Regions from separate parts of the Mus musculus genome. Here region 1 is linked to region 2. A link is a contact called in public promoter capture Hi-C data. All regions are on one chromosome and are shown on one strand. Each heading gives the region's core, a stretch centred on a gene start, on an enhancer-like site or on the middle of the called end of the contact. The rest is flanking DNA. Distances are from core to core; before and after follow the strand shown.

The links. Promoter capture Hi-C pulls out the DNA fragments that hold promoters and counts their contacts.
Region 1: a promoter capture Hi-C map of embryonic stem cells shows a contact between it and region 2, with 4 times the contacts expected there. The contact joins the enhancer-like site here to the promoter of Adgrg3 in region 2. A contact is called at or near these places in 5 of 39 promoter capture datasets (cranial neural crest, embryonic stem cells and pre-B cells) and 2 of 9 other capture datasets (adipose tissue and pancreatic islet).

What each region holds. Positions count from the first base shown.
Region 1 is chr8:95,267,321-95,273,997 of GRCm38.p6, forward strand. It overlaps Cngb1 (cyclic nucleotide gated channel beta 1), which reads right to left. Exons shown (of 33, transcript NM_001195413.1): 17 at 3,483-3,645; 18 at 328-435. Among named protein-coding and RNA genes, the nearest start is that of Cngb1, 36 kb to the right of the region's middle. Within about 2 kb of position 4,696, at least 6 of the 459 cell types and tissues checked have an H3K27ac peak or open chromatin away from gene starts, as enhancers often do. A contact at or near this core is called in embryonic stem cells, where this site is marked.
Region 2 is chr8:95,012,531-95,019,578 of GRCm38.p6, forward strand. Adgrg3 (adhesion G protein-coupled receptor G3) reads left to right here and starts at 5,162. Exons shown (of 12, transcript NM_173036.3): 1 at 5,162-5,290. The coding sequence starts at 5,239. It overlaps Gm51544 (a long non-coding RNA gene), which reads right to left. Exons shown (of 4, transcript XR_003947440.1): 1 at 5,805-7,048; 2 at 3,423-3,517; 3 at 3,117-3,222. It overlaps Adgrg1 (adhesion G protein-coupled receptor G1), which reads left to right. Exons shown (of 14, transcript NM_001198894.1): 14 at 327-1,678. The coding sequence ends at 457.

The sequences.
Region 1 (6,677 bases), core at 3,446-5,945, 250 kb after region 2:
GGTCTTTCTCTACCTGCTGACTTATTTGGGGATCAGTGCCAAGATCTTCAGTGGGGGAGGATGCTTCTGCCTAGGCATTCCTTCCTCTCTGATCCCTGCTGGAGTGAACACATCTGGCCTAGAGTCCAAGTCCACCCTGCTAAGTCTGTAGAACCCCTGGGCCAACCAGGAAAGCCCTGTGCTTGAGAACTGGCCCTGTCTCAGTGCTCCAAAGAATGAAGTTCACCTAGTGTGGGGTTCTGAAAGCACCCCCTCCCCGTTCCTGCTCCTCTCCTTGTCTGCTCATCCCAAACCAGTGTCTTGAGACTCAGGGGTGGCTCTACTTACTCAGCCTCCTGTGGGGTGGTGGGGTCCGACCAGGCAACCACTGGGGACTCAGCTGGTGACAGGGCCTTGAGCTCTTCGGCCTCATCATCCTGAGAAGGTAGCTTCTTCCTGTAGAGACCCAGACAGGTAAGGATCCTTCCGAGAAGGCAGGCTAAAGGAAACAAATGGCTGCCTTGGAGCTGGTTCCCGGGAGGTGAGGGGGCTTGACTTGGGACCTCAGTTTGCACAACTCTCAATGGCCTGGTCCAAAGTGAACAGCTTGGACTCTGATCAGGCAAACTTGGAGTCTGACCTCAGCACAACACTTAAAGTCTAAGCTACTTCCATTGCTTCCTCTAGACATGACACTGAATCTACCCAATGAGAGAAGGAGGTATTTGTTCCTCAGTCCAGTCTCTGCGTAAGTGTCCTTCTGCCTCTCATTCTGATCTGAAGTCCCCAGTGCCTTTGTCATGCTTCCCTCCAGCTGTGACACCAAGCCATGGAGTCTGATCACCAGCTCATCGTGTGACTTTGAACAAATCCTTCCTTCTTAACCCTGGGCTCCCTGAGAATGAGACTGAAGTTATCTAAGGAAGCCCCTGTCGTCCAGGAAGCCATGACTGTTGCAATCGGAGCCACTGGTATCTTGTCTGATTAGGTCTGAAGGTCCATAGGCCAGAGCCTGGGTAGCATGAGCTGTGAGCTGGGGGTGCCCTTGGTACTATTTGACATTGGTGTCCTTGATGCTAATCCTCTGGACTTTCCCACCTTCTTCCTCAAGAGTGGGGATGAGTTGCTTTGTGGGAAAAGCCCCAAAACCTGGGAAAGAAAGACAGGCATTACTTAACACTATGAAGAAAGCCATCCCCAGGTTCAGAGAAAGATCTGCTAAGGGTGGTGCAGAGTGAGTCAATAGAGAGACACAGGATGGCATCTGGTGGATACAGGTCAGGGTAACATCTAGGGATGATTCTCTGTGAGTCTATGTATCTTTGGGTGTGTCTGTTTGTGTCTGTGTCCATGTGTCTGTTTCTCGTTTCATTTTTCATTTTTTTGTTTTGTTTTAATTAATTAACTTATTTATTTACTTATTCACTTTATATCCTGCTCACTGTCCCCTCCAGGGGCCTATCATGTGGCCTGAGCTGGTTTCAAGCTTTTAATCCTTCTGCCTTAACTTCCTGAGTGCTGAGATTAGATGCACATGCCATCCCCACAGAGTTTAGAAAGAAACATTTTATAAATTAATGTCTGCAGAAGAGAAGAAGGACTATTTCCTAAAGACTTGTATTAGCACATAAACACAAAATGCTCAGGGCTCACACATGGACCAAGAATCTAGGAACATAGATAGGCATGTTAGTGTATGATGGCAACATGTTAGCCCATCAAGTAAGGTCAGAACATCAGGTAACAAGAAGATGAGGGCGCCAGGCAGTGGTGGCCCACGCCTTTAATCCCAGCACTTGGGAGGCAGAGGCAGGCAGATTTCTGAGTTCGAGGCCAGCCTGGTCTACAGAGTGAGTTCCAGGACAGCCAGGGCTACACAGAGAAACCCTGTTTCGAAAAACAAAAGGAGAAGGAGAAGAAGAAGAAGAAGAAGAAGAAGAAGAAGAAGAAGAAGAAGAAGAAGAAGAAGAAGAAGAAGAAGAAGAAGAAGAAGAAGAAGAAAAAGAAGAAAAAGAAGAAGAAGAAGAAGAGAGCTTAAGGGCTTAAACATGAGTGTTATACCCCAACTGGGAATAACATGGCAATGCACATGGGTGGACCTGCATAGGAGGGTCAGCCTTTAGGACACAAACAATAAAAGAAGTTAGGACATGTGTGCTGGTTTACCTCCACAGTCCCAGCACTTGAGCGGCAGAGCAGGAAGCTTGTGAGTTCAAAGCAAGCCTGGACTCCATGATGAGACACTGACTGAGAGAGAGAGAGAGAGAGAGAGAGAGAGAGACAGACAGACAGACAGACAGACAGACAGAGACAGAGACAGAGACAGACAGACAGACAGAGACAGAGACAGAGACAGAGACAGAGACAGAGACAGACAGACAGAGAGGCAGAGAGACAGACAGAGACAGAGAGAGACAGAGGGAGAAGGAAGGAGGGAGGAAGGGAAGAAAGGGAGGGAGGGATGGATAAAGGGAAGAAGGAAGAAAAAAGGGAAGAAAGGAAAAGGAAAGGAAAGGGGAAGGGGGAAGGGAAAGGGAAAGGAGAAAGGGAAGGGGAAAGGGAAGGGGAAAGGGGAAAGGGAAGGGGACAGGGGAAAGGGGAAAGGGGGAAGGAAGAAAAGAAGGGGAAGGAAGAAGGGGAAGGAAGAAGAAGGGGAAGGAAGAAGGGGAAAGAGGAAAGAAAGGGGAAAGGGGAAAAAGGGGAAAAGGGGGAAAAGGGAAAAAGAGAAAAAGGGAAGGGAAAGAAGACAGTGTGGCTACAGAGTTTGCCCAGCTCTGAGGACAGGACACTGTGCTGAATTCAGTTCCACTACTATCAGCTCGGGGCACACAGGATAGTCTGGCTGTGGTCCTTAACCATGACACGGCAACAACACAGCAAAGCAGTTTGGTTTAAAAGTGAGGCCCTGGGTACTGTCTGGGTACTGGGACAAGATGCTTCCATGGGTAAAGGTGCTTGCCCTGCAAAACTGGAGGTTCCATCCCCAGAGCCTCATAAAGGCAGACGGAGAGAATCCACAGCACAAAGCTGTCTTCTGACCCCCAAATGCATGCCACGGCACATGCTCACACTAAATAAACGAATGGATGCCAAATAAATGTATTTTTAAATTGTTAAGACATTCTGGGAGCGTGAGCTTTTGACTGGGATGTGAAGTCCTGAATTAAAAAGAAAAACTAAGAGAGGAAAAATAAACAAGATGTAGGACTCTGGCAATTTATAAAGCACACGGAAGCTTTAGGAAGCGATGTGCTGCCAGAACGTAGACTGAAGCAAGATTTAAAAAGGGGGCAGAGGCTAGTTGTTACATTTAGTGTATATGTGAACAATAGCATTTGCTACAAAGCATCCCTCTGTCTTGCAGCTGAGACTGCTTCTCAGCCGCGCAGGCAGAGGAGATCTGAGTCCTGCTACTTCCCATCTCTATTGTCTGCCCCATCTGTCAAACCCGCTAGCCAGCCGCACAGCTCAGATAGAGATGCAAGCAAGTCATCATGGGTAACCTGTGGCCTGCTGCAGCGGCGCCGGGAACTGTGAGGGTGTCCGACTTGACAGGAGACGGTGGTGGTCTCTCAGGTGGAGGGAGTGTCTCCTCTGGGATGAGGGGGCCACTATCAGCATCCGTGTCTTCTACCTGGAGCTCCGGGTGCTCCTTTGTGGCTGGTACTGTGGAGAGTCAGAGAGAGAGGCCAGGTCCTAGGGCTGTCATTGAAGGGTTTCTCCTCACCCTGGGGCCCCCAGCCAAGCTCCATGCAGCCTGAAGCCCTCTGTGTGTCTCCACCATCCCAAACCCAATCCCAGGAGCTGGAATTTTAGCCTAAATGTTCCAGAAATCAATCAATCAATCAATCTCTCTCTCTCTCTCTCTCTCTCTCTCTCTCTCTCTCTCTCTCTCTCTCTCTCGTCAGCTTCTCAGCATGGAAATTAGCAGTGATCTGGGGAGGCTGGGACTAAATATTACACAGACAGGTCCATCTGTTGCCCTCTGAAGGTAGGAGAAACCATGTCTCCCACACCTGTAGAGAAGGGTAGAAGCCAAAGCCTTGGATTCTTGAAGAGACTCCAATTCCGATGTATTTGCTGTCCTGGCCATGTGTTTGTCTAGGGACCTGCTTTGGAGGGTATTTACATCTATAGCAGGAGCACCCAGAGGTCACCTGCTGCCTATTTGGACCTCTGAAAAACCTGAGTCTTCCTCAGAATCAGGTACTTCCTGGGATGGCCGGGGCATGACACCTTTTAGGCTACAACACTAGAGTCAGCAGGCTACAGGCCTGCTCCCCAGCAAGGCTGGGAAGTACTCTGAAATAATTGTCCCTGGGATGTTTCTTTTCATGGCCACCACAAGAAATCCAGTGCACAGCTTACAGCTATACAATGGGGAGGAGAAGGGGCCTCAGACCTGGGCGTTTCTTTTACTAAGTCATCAACCTCCCCCCCACATACACACCAGGAGGACCACCAAGAATGGGAAAGGTTTTTAAAAAAAGCTGAGGCAGATCATTTGCTATACTGACAGAGGTCCTCCAGGCTGAGGGGAAGATAAAAACCTTACCTGCTGCCCACTGCTCCCCATGGAAGGAGAAGAGGAAAAACCCTAAAGGTTAGCCCTCGGGGTTCCAGTACAGCTCCCAGCATGGTCTCAGCTCTAGGCCCAGGATAGCCAGTCTGCTACATCCTCAAGAAGTCTGACTCAAGAATCCAGGCAGGGCAACGCCTCTCCCCCCCCTCCTATCTCACCCCACCCCTGCTTGCTTTGTGCAGGACTCCACCCATCACGTCCATCCCCCAGCGCAAAGAAGAAACAAGCAGGCAGTAGAGGGCAGCTCAGATGAGATAGTTTACATTATATTGATTTCTAGACTAATAATGCTAGAAACAGGAACATTAAAATGTTGTTTACTGTGAAGCATTTCAATGTGCTTATAGCTCAGCACTCCCTCCCTCCCTTTTCTTTCTTCTTTTGAAGTTTTAAGAAAACTACATTTATTAGCTGGGTGGTGGTGATAGTGGTGGCGCACACCTTTGATGCCAGCACTTGGGAGGCAGCAGCAGCTGGCTGGATCTCTGAGTTTAAGGCCAGCCTGGTCTACAGAGCGAGTTCTAGGACAGACAGAACTACACAGAGAAACCTTGTCTTGGAAAAAATAGTTTATTTATTATGTGTGGAGTAGAAGTACACACTGGTGTGTGTGTGTGTGTGTGTGTGTGTGTGTGTGTGTGTGTGTGTGAGAGAGAGAGAGAGAGAGAGAGAGAGAGAGAGAGAGAGAGAGAGAGAGAGAGAGAGAGCTTGTGGGAGTTGGTTCCCTTCCTTCCATCATGTGGATTCTGACATGTGGATAAAGACACCCTGACTTTTCTTGCTAGCCAGCCTGCTTGCCTGCCTTCCTTCCTTCCTTCCTTCCTTCCTTCCTTCCTTCCTTCCTTCCTTCCTTCCTTCCTTCCTTCCTTCCTGGGTCTCACTATGTAGCTCAGGTTGGCCTTAAATTCCCAATCTTCTTGCCTCAGTCTCCACAGTGCTGGTTTAGGGGTGTACCCTGGGACTCTCTCTGTCATCTAGGCTGGCCTAGAACTCAGAGATCTGCCTGCCTGCCTCTGCCTCCAGAATGCTGGGATTAAAGGCGTGTGTCACCAGTGCCTAGCTTCTGGTATTTGTTTTTAAATGTCAAGTACTCACATCTATTCTCGCCCCCCCCCTCCCCTAAAATGGGTCTTGCTGTGTTGGCTTGAGCTGGCAGTGTGTTCTGGCCTCTTGCCCCAGCTTCCTGAGAGTCTGTAACTGTAGGCTCTCACCAGGATACCAGGGTGTGTTCACCTCCCCAGCAGCTCTGCAGGGCAGTTGTTACTGTTTCTGGTTTACCAGTAAGGGAACAGCAGGGTAGGAAAATTCAAAGGCCTGCTTCAGAGTCAGCCACAGCTCAGAAGTACTAAGGCATCACTGACAAACTGACAAACAGTTGGGAGTTTTGTGGTCTTTCCTTTTTTTTTTCTTTTTTGAGGCATGGTCTTGCTATGTGACCCCACTCGAGAGCATCTTTGTTTCTTTCTTTTTTTTTTTTTTTTCCTTTTTTCTTTCTTTCTTTCTTTTTCTTTTTTTTTTTTTTTTTTTTTTTTTTTTTTTTTTTTTGGTTTTTTTCAAGTCAGGGTTTCTCTGTATAGCCCTGGCTGTCCTGGAACTCACTTTGTAGACCAGGCTGGCCTCGAACTCAGAAATCTGCCTGCCTCTGCCTCCCAAGTGCTGGGATTACAGCCGGGCACCACCACATCAGGACCCAAAACAACATTCTTGTTGAACCTCTTAGATTCCACCTAAAATTCCGTGTCCTGGCCTCGCTGTACCAGCCACAGCCTCGTGGTGCTCCTGGGAGTATTTCCCAGCTGGAGCCCCCAATTTCCCAGAGAGGACATACATGATTCCAGACGCACAGACCAGAAAAGGGGAGCCAGAGAATGAGACCATGGCACCACTGTCACTCTTCCTGCATCTTGATTACAGAGGGGACTAGTTAAGTCAGTGCTTCTGTGGCCTTGGCAGTGCATCTGGGCTCCAAGCCTTCAGCGGGTTCTGTATCTCATGAGTAACACGCGAGAACCACATGCAAACCATAGCTCTGTTTTTCCCTGTGCTTGTGGTTATTCCTACTGATGCTATCTGTTTCTGTTTCTGGCCTTTATTTTTTAAGGCAGCTTTGATTTGT
Region 2 (7,048 bases), core at 3,912-6,411:
CTATGCTGACTGAACAGGGCCCGTGTAGTCACGTCAGAGCCAACGGAGTCACCGTGGGGTGGAATGGAATGAGGGGATACGCTCTAAAATCTTGTGGTTAGGCATTTCATCTTGTCCCCTGTGAGGCATGTGAACCGAGGCCAACACCAACCCCCTGATATGCCACAGTGTACTGAGTCATTCCGAGTGGCTCCAGAGCCCTGAGTATATGACTGGACGCCGCCGCCCCCACCCCCTCCACCCCTTGGAGCAGAGGGACTCTGAGAGGGGAACAGAGCCAGACGGGATCTTGCCATCTGATAACCCATGTGCCTCACTGCCCACAGGCTTCCTCATCTTCCTGTGGTACTGGTCCATGCGGTTCCAGGCCCAAGGCGGCCCCTCCCCTCTGAAGAACAACTCAGACAGCGCCAAACTCCCCATCAGCTCCGGCAGCACCTCCTCCAGCCGCATCTAAGCCACCGCCACACCTCCCCTCCGGGAGGACACATGCATGGCGTCCGCTCACGATGTCTGTGGCCCAGTGCTGTGCCCACCCAGCCTTTGTTGGTTAGTGGCATACTAGAGAAGGCCCTGGTCCTTGAAGGCGTAGGGCTGTTGCTCTGGTAGGTAGATACCTAGCTTGCCTTGGGGACGACTCTGGTCCTCAAAGGGCTCAGAAGCACACTGCCATTCTGTTTGTGGGGCCGTTTCAGTCTGGAGCTAAGGCCTTGTCTTTCTGGCCACCTCTGGGTCCAGCTGTTGCTGCTGGGTGTTGAGACCTGCAGACCCAAGCTGGGGTTAGATCTCGAAGGAGGCTGACACATCCGGCCTGAGACACAGCTAACTGTCTTGACTTGCTGCTCTGTCTCTGTGGTCACCATGCAGATCCCGAGGGTGGCACTGGGGGTAAATGTTCTGGGAGAAGGTTTGGAGGCAGAGCACCTTAGGAGCTGAGCATCTCCCCCAGCCTTTCTGCAAACCCTCCTCTTCATTCCCCATCCCCAACCCCTCCTCTGTGTTCCCCTAACCCTCCACCTGAAGCCTGGGGTCCTAGACCAATGCTGTGATTTGGGGTGGTAGTTCCCAGCAGTTTCCTGGTGCCAGCTATCAACTTCTGTCTGTTGTGTGGGCTTTGGCCTCTGACTCAGGGCAGGTTTCTGTCTGAGCCCTCTCTCCAAGCTGCCTCACCTTTGCTCGCACCTCAGAGGGACCTCCATCTCTCCTGAAGCCTCCTCCCTCTGGCAAGTACTGGGATACAGCCACCCTTTCAACCCAGCACTCTGAAGACCAAGACAGCCCCCTCTGGTGACACTGGCCAAGCTTGATCTTTTTCCTAAGAAGTGGTCTTCAGATCCCTGCAGGTCGCTCAGAAGACACTGGGCTGCCTAGTGTGAATTCTGTCCTACTAACGTACAGTGAGCAGCTCCTCACCCCCACCCCCGCAAAAGCTCTCACCAAGTCCTGGAGTGTCAGGCAGGGGGCTGGAAATCCAGGAGGACTTCCTGCAAAAGGCAGCATTTCATCTTGACCTCAGCCTTCAGGTTGGGGAGAATGTTCTTTTTAAATACCAGTTCATTTGTCTTTTGATATTAAAGCTCTTTATAGAGAGTCTGGAAACTGTAGGCGATTGTCGAGAAGAGAAATAAAAATGAGCTGTTATCTAATGCCATGGCAAAGCAGCACAGTTTGGAGAGTTGCCCGTCTCAGTTTTGTTTGGGTTTGTCTTTGTTTTTTTGTTTTTTTTTCCTCCCACTTCTGTTACTAGTGTTGCTGATTCAGGAGTCTTGGGGATGATCAGGAAATGGCCAAGAGGGAAATGTGACAAAGAAGGCATCTGAGGACACTTTCTCAGGAGAACAAGAGAAATGGCCCACTGGTACCTCCTCGGGTGGTGCCGGGCAGAGGCCCGTCAAGAATAACCCGGAGATCCTGACCATCTGCTGCAGATGGCCATTGCTGGCGTGGAGGGAGACCTGGGTAGCCACATCAGTTGCCTTTCATGGGGAAACCAGACTGGTTCATCAAAGCCATTGATCTTACAATGTTGGCATATACAAAACCTTCCGTAGCCAAAGAGGTCACTCTTGAGAGCTGAGTTCAGATTTTAACTAGTCAGGTGATCCAAGGAACAGTTTGGCCATCAGTCTGGAGCAGCTGGGCTGTGAGAAATGACTCAGGTTTTCTCCCAGCGTCTAGCCTGCTCCTCAAGTCCCTTCTCCCACTTATGTGGCACAGGTTAGACATGTCCCAGGTGTCTGTCTCCCTTGGGTTATATGTGATTGTCCCCATCTGAGTTCAAGTACAAAGAGGTATAAAAAGCAGGGTGTGGTGGTACCTGCAGTCCCAGCACTTGAGATGCTGAGGCAGGAGATTGAGAGTTCAAGACCAGCCTGGGCTGTATAGTGAGCCTCTCAAGGAGTGAGGAGAGGAAGCTAAGTCCCCTTTATTCGAAGTCTGAGATTCGCCCAGGTCCACAGCCCCACCCCAGCTCCCACCCTCAGCCCCTGCTGTGCCAGGGGAAGGTGGGGGTACTCTGGGGCTTGACAGGGTGAGTGGAACACTGCCTTGGCAGTTCTAGGTATACCAGCAGTTCCCACAGCATGGCACAGATGTGACAGATTTGAGACCTGTCTGGACTTTGGCCCGTGGAAGCCCCATGTCTCTCTCCATCTTCCTCCACAACTCTGGTGGCCTCTGCTTTTACTTTGGAGTTCTTTTGTTTGTGTGCTTGATTGCTTTTTTTTTTTTTTTTGGAAGGGGGGGGCAGGGTTTCTCTGTATCCCTGCCTGTCTGGAACTCACTGTATAGACCAGGCTGGTCTCTACCTACCTACCTACCTCTGCCTTTTAATTGCTGGGATTAAAGGCATGGACCACCATGCCCACCTTACTTTGGAGTCCTTATGTTCCTCCCCCTGCGGAAAGAACCAGACTTTCCCGAGCCCCTCTGCTGCGTGTCCTGGCCTGACATCCCCCCTCCTCTCACAGGAAGAAAGCCTCCACCCCAATTTCTTCTTTCCTAACCTCTGGTTCTGAGGCTGGCTCAGAGAAGGAGATGGGACCCCTGATATCTCTGAGTCTTCTTTGGCCCGAGTAGTTCTTTCTAGGCTGAGGATCGGTAGACAACACACTTACCTTCCCATTAAGGCAAGCAAGAGAGTCTCTAAAGACACGTTTCTGATCTGGATACAGTCAGGTGATACCGGCTGGCCTGGCAAAGGGCTTGAGACCTTGGAATAAGCTGCGGTGACAGGAGATAGGATGGGACATGACTGTTATGTTAGTCCTGAAATGTGGGGGCCCAGGGCTCTGCAAAGGATCTCAGGCTAGTACCTAGCTAGTCTCACTGGGTCCTTCTAGAAGCTCTGCAGGGCCTGGCTCTCCCACCTCTCTACCTCCCAGGGACACTGGGCACTATGCTTCTGCCTGCAGGTCACCAACCTTTTTTTTTTCTCTCTCATGTATCCATGAGACCCATGGAGCCATATGAGACACAACCCAGCATATCAGGAACCACCGTGTCACGACATCCTTGCCTGAGGTTGGGAGAGACGCCACAAGCAATTAGGGGAGGCTGACTCAGGGCAGAGCAGGCCCAGTGGCTCCCATCTTCCTGTCAGAGGAAGCTCAGGGACACAGGAACTTCTGGATTCTGACCTGGGACTCCAGGCTCTATCCGTCCCCACCCCCACCTTCTACAGAGCAAGAGTGACCTGTATCCCTTCCCACACCCCCTCAGATCCAAAGGGCCCAGCAGGGGACCATGTGAAAGGAAGGAGAGACAGATGATGGTTATAACTGGACAGCTCCCCAGAAAGAGCAGAGCTAGCTCAGTCCTAAGGGGGTGTCGGTAACAGGTGACGGTATTGAGGCTCTTTTACCCATCTGAGTAGCTGTGGACAACCAAGGGCCTGGCCTTCTCCATGACTTTCTTGGGGTCAGCCGACTGGTAGGCTCCACCTCTTCCCCAGGCATGTGCATGTGTGTATGTGTGTTTGTGTGTATATGTGTGTATGCGTGTGTGTATGTGTATATGTGTGGTTGTGTGTATGTGTGTTTGGGTGTATGTGTGTTTGTGTGTATATATGTGTGTTTGTGTGTATGTGTGTGTGTATGTGTGTTTGTGTGTATGTGTGTTTGTGTGTATGTGTATATGTGTGTTTGTGTGCATGTGTGTATGAGCCTATATGATTCCCCATCCTCCTGCCTGGACCAGCAGTGACCAGCCTGGAGAGGATGACTGTCACTTCACAGAACTGATAACTAGTACATACTAGTGCTGGTTAACTAAGTACCTCCTCTACAGAGCAGCTCCACGCATCTCATGTCCTTCCCATCATGCCTGAGAGGGGCCAAGCAGCAGACAGCTCCCACAGGGTCATCAGGCCGGGCAGTGGCCACAATGGATATGTCATGGCTGATGAGCTTCCCCAGATGCCAGCGACCTGCACAGGGCCCAGCGTCCTATTCCTGATACTAGCCACCAGCTTCTTCTCCCTGTTATCCTGCCTGTGGGAGAGGCTCAAGGCCTGCAGCATCAACTCTCCTCCCCATCCCTCCCCTCCCCTCCTCCCTCCCCTTCCCTCCCCTCCCCTCCCCTCTAGGAGACCATGCAGGTTAGGTTTGCCTCTGGCCTCATTCATAGGCTTTCCACATCTTTGGCCTCATGGGTGTGCTTGGCTGGTTACAGGTCTCATCAAATCCAGACACTGACAATCAGCCTGTGTATGCTCTGTGGAGGATGTAAATAAGCCGATAACCAGCCCAAGCACATGATAGTAATCACTTCTGTGAAGTGACAGTCACCCTTCCCCCTCCCCCAAGATGGTCACTGCTGGTCCAGGCAGGAAGAAAGGGGACCACATACACACATACAAACACACATACAGAGGCAGGAATGAGTCTCAGACACCCTTGCTAGGGAGATGGGGAAGGTATGACTGACTCCAAGTCTTAGGGTTTCGCTGGGCAGAGACACCTATGGCTGCTGGGCTCCTACTCCAGCATCCACTCATACAGTGGTGGAAGGTTAGCCCAGTTCCCTCTGCAGGTGGTCTCAGGAGCATTTGAGATCCAGAGCTCCGCCCAGTTCCTCACATTCACCTTTCACAACCCCTCGATGGCGCCATTCATTGGTCAGGAAGAACGAGAAAGAGGCCACAGGAAACAGTGGCCGCACGTCAGGGGGCAGGAAGAAGGTCAGTTGGACAGTTTGGGACTGAGGGACCACACAGCCATAGAACTTCGCTGAGCACTGATGGCGACAGCCAGGAGTCTGGGCCTCCTGTTCTTTCTGCTGCTGACTTCAGGTGAGCGGGCGGGGCTCCTCTAGCTATCCTGCTAAGCCTGGGAGACTCTGTGCTGCAAAGGGCCCCAGGGGAGCATGGGAAGAGACCCAGGGACTCGTAGTGACTCCCTCATCATCCCTTCTGGCCTTGTCCCTCCAGGTCATCCCTGTCCATCTTGCTGGGTCTCAGGCTCCTGTTGTCACCCCATAGTGTATTGTCGGTGGGCAAGAAAGACACTGCCCATCTGTTCTGGCTGGAACCAGGTTCTTGGACATGGTGGGTCAAACAAGCTATTCAGTTCTGGGCTCCAGGCAAAGGCATCAGAGGCCCTGGAAGCTGCCTGTAAGGGCGGACAGCTGCTCTGCCCACATAGTCCATCCATCACAGGCTCCCCGTTCCTGTCGGCACCATTCAGTGTCATCAGTGACAGGAGACGGGACCCAGAGCACTCCCATCACATACAGCTCAACTTAATACACCGACATGAGATTCCCAGTCCTGCCTCTACCCAAGTTGAGCCTGCTACCCCCCTCACCTCCGTAGATGGCTATACCCTTCTTGACTGTTGAGAGATGGCTATGTGGAGTGATGAGGTGCTCCCGTCTCCATGCCCCGCCTCTCCTTGTTTGCTCCAACTTTGGCAAGTATCCTTAGGTGTCTGCCTTTCTGAGTCACTTATGGACAAGTGACTAGTCACACAGATTAGCATCTCTTGGTTCAGAAGAAAAAAAAATCTCTTCTCTTCCAATGCTGGGACAGTCAGTCAAGGATAGAGTTGAGTGTCTGACTCAGAGGTGGACCAGGTATTGTGACATATACTTGCACTTGGAAGGTAGAGAGGCAGAGGATCAAGACTTTGAGTTCTGTTTCAGCTCATAGTGAGTTTGAAGCCATCCTGAGCTATTGGAGATCCTGAGTATAAAAGTGGGTAGAAATTGACAGGGCTGTCTTTCAGCAGAGCAGGCAATGCTGGACAGGCCAAAAAGACTCCTCCGAATGGAGATGTGGATCTAGTAGTGGCAGGGATGCTCATGACTGGGCAATGTGTCAGTCACCTGAGTGACATAGGAGGTAGCATCGGATGCCTTTTGTCCATTTACCTACTGGCTCTTTGCTTACATACCCAAGAAATATACATGGTGCTAAAAAGAGGCACAAAAGTGGTAGCTACTTGCCTGAGGGAGGCTCTTGGCACCCTGAGTCTGAAGGCTGAGGAATGGGCTAGCCCCAGGTATTGGCTGCAGAAGGGAAAGAGGCTGGCAGTAAGTGGAGGGAGGGAGGCTGAAGGGACAAGGGGCAGGGTATAGGGAACATATGGGTCACCTTCTGGCCTCTGACCTCCTGCCTGCCCTCACCTGCTGCATCCCAACTGTTGAACTCACACCAAGGCGTCCAAAGTCCTCAGCAAACACCCTTGAGACACAGCACTTCCTAAGATCTTGAGTTTGAGGCTAGCCTGGGCTATATCCTAAGGACAAAGCGGGGTGGGGAGCCACAAGTTGGATGTCAAGAGCTTCCCTTAGGTATCCCTGCTGGGATTCCCAGCAAGGTGGAGGAAAGCTGTATTCTTACCTACCCTGAGGCCATCCCCCCCTTTCCTAACCCTTGACACCCCCCTCCCCCATGGAGTCCTTCTTCCTCCTCTCTAACCCTCCTTAGATTTCATGTGAATGCAAATAGGGCCGATCTCAGAGACTGAGCCTAGCATCTGGTCTCAGTGCATCTTATAAGCTCCACATACTATTTGAAAACCGAAGCAAAATTGAACAACATATAGAC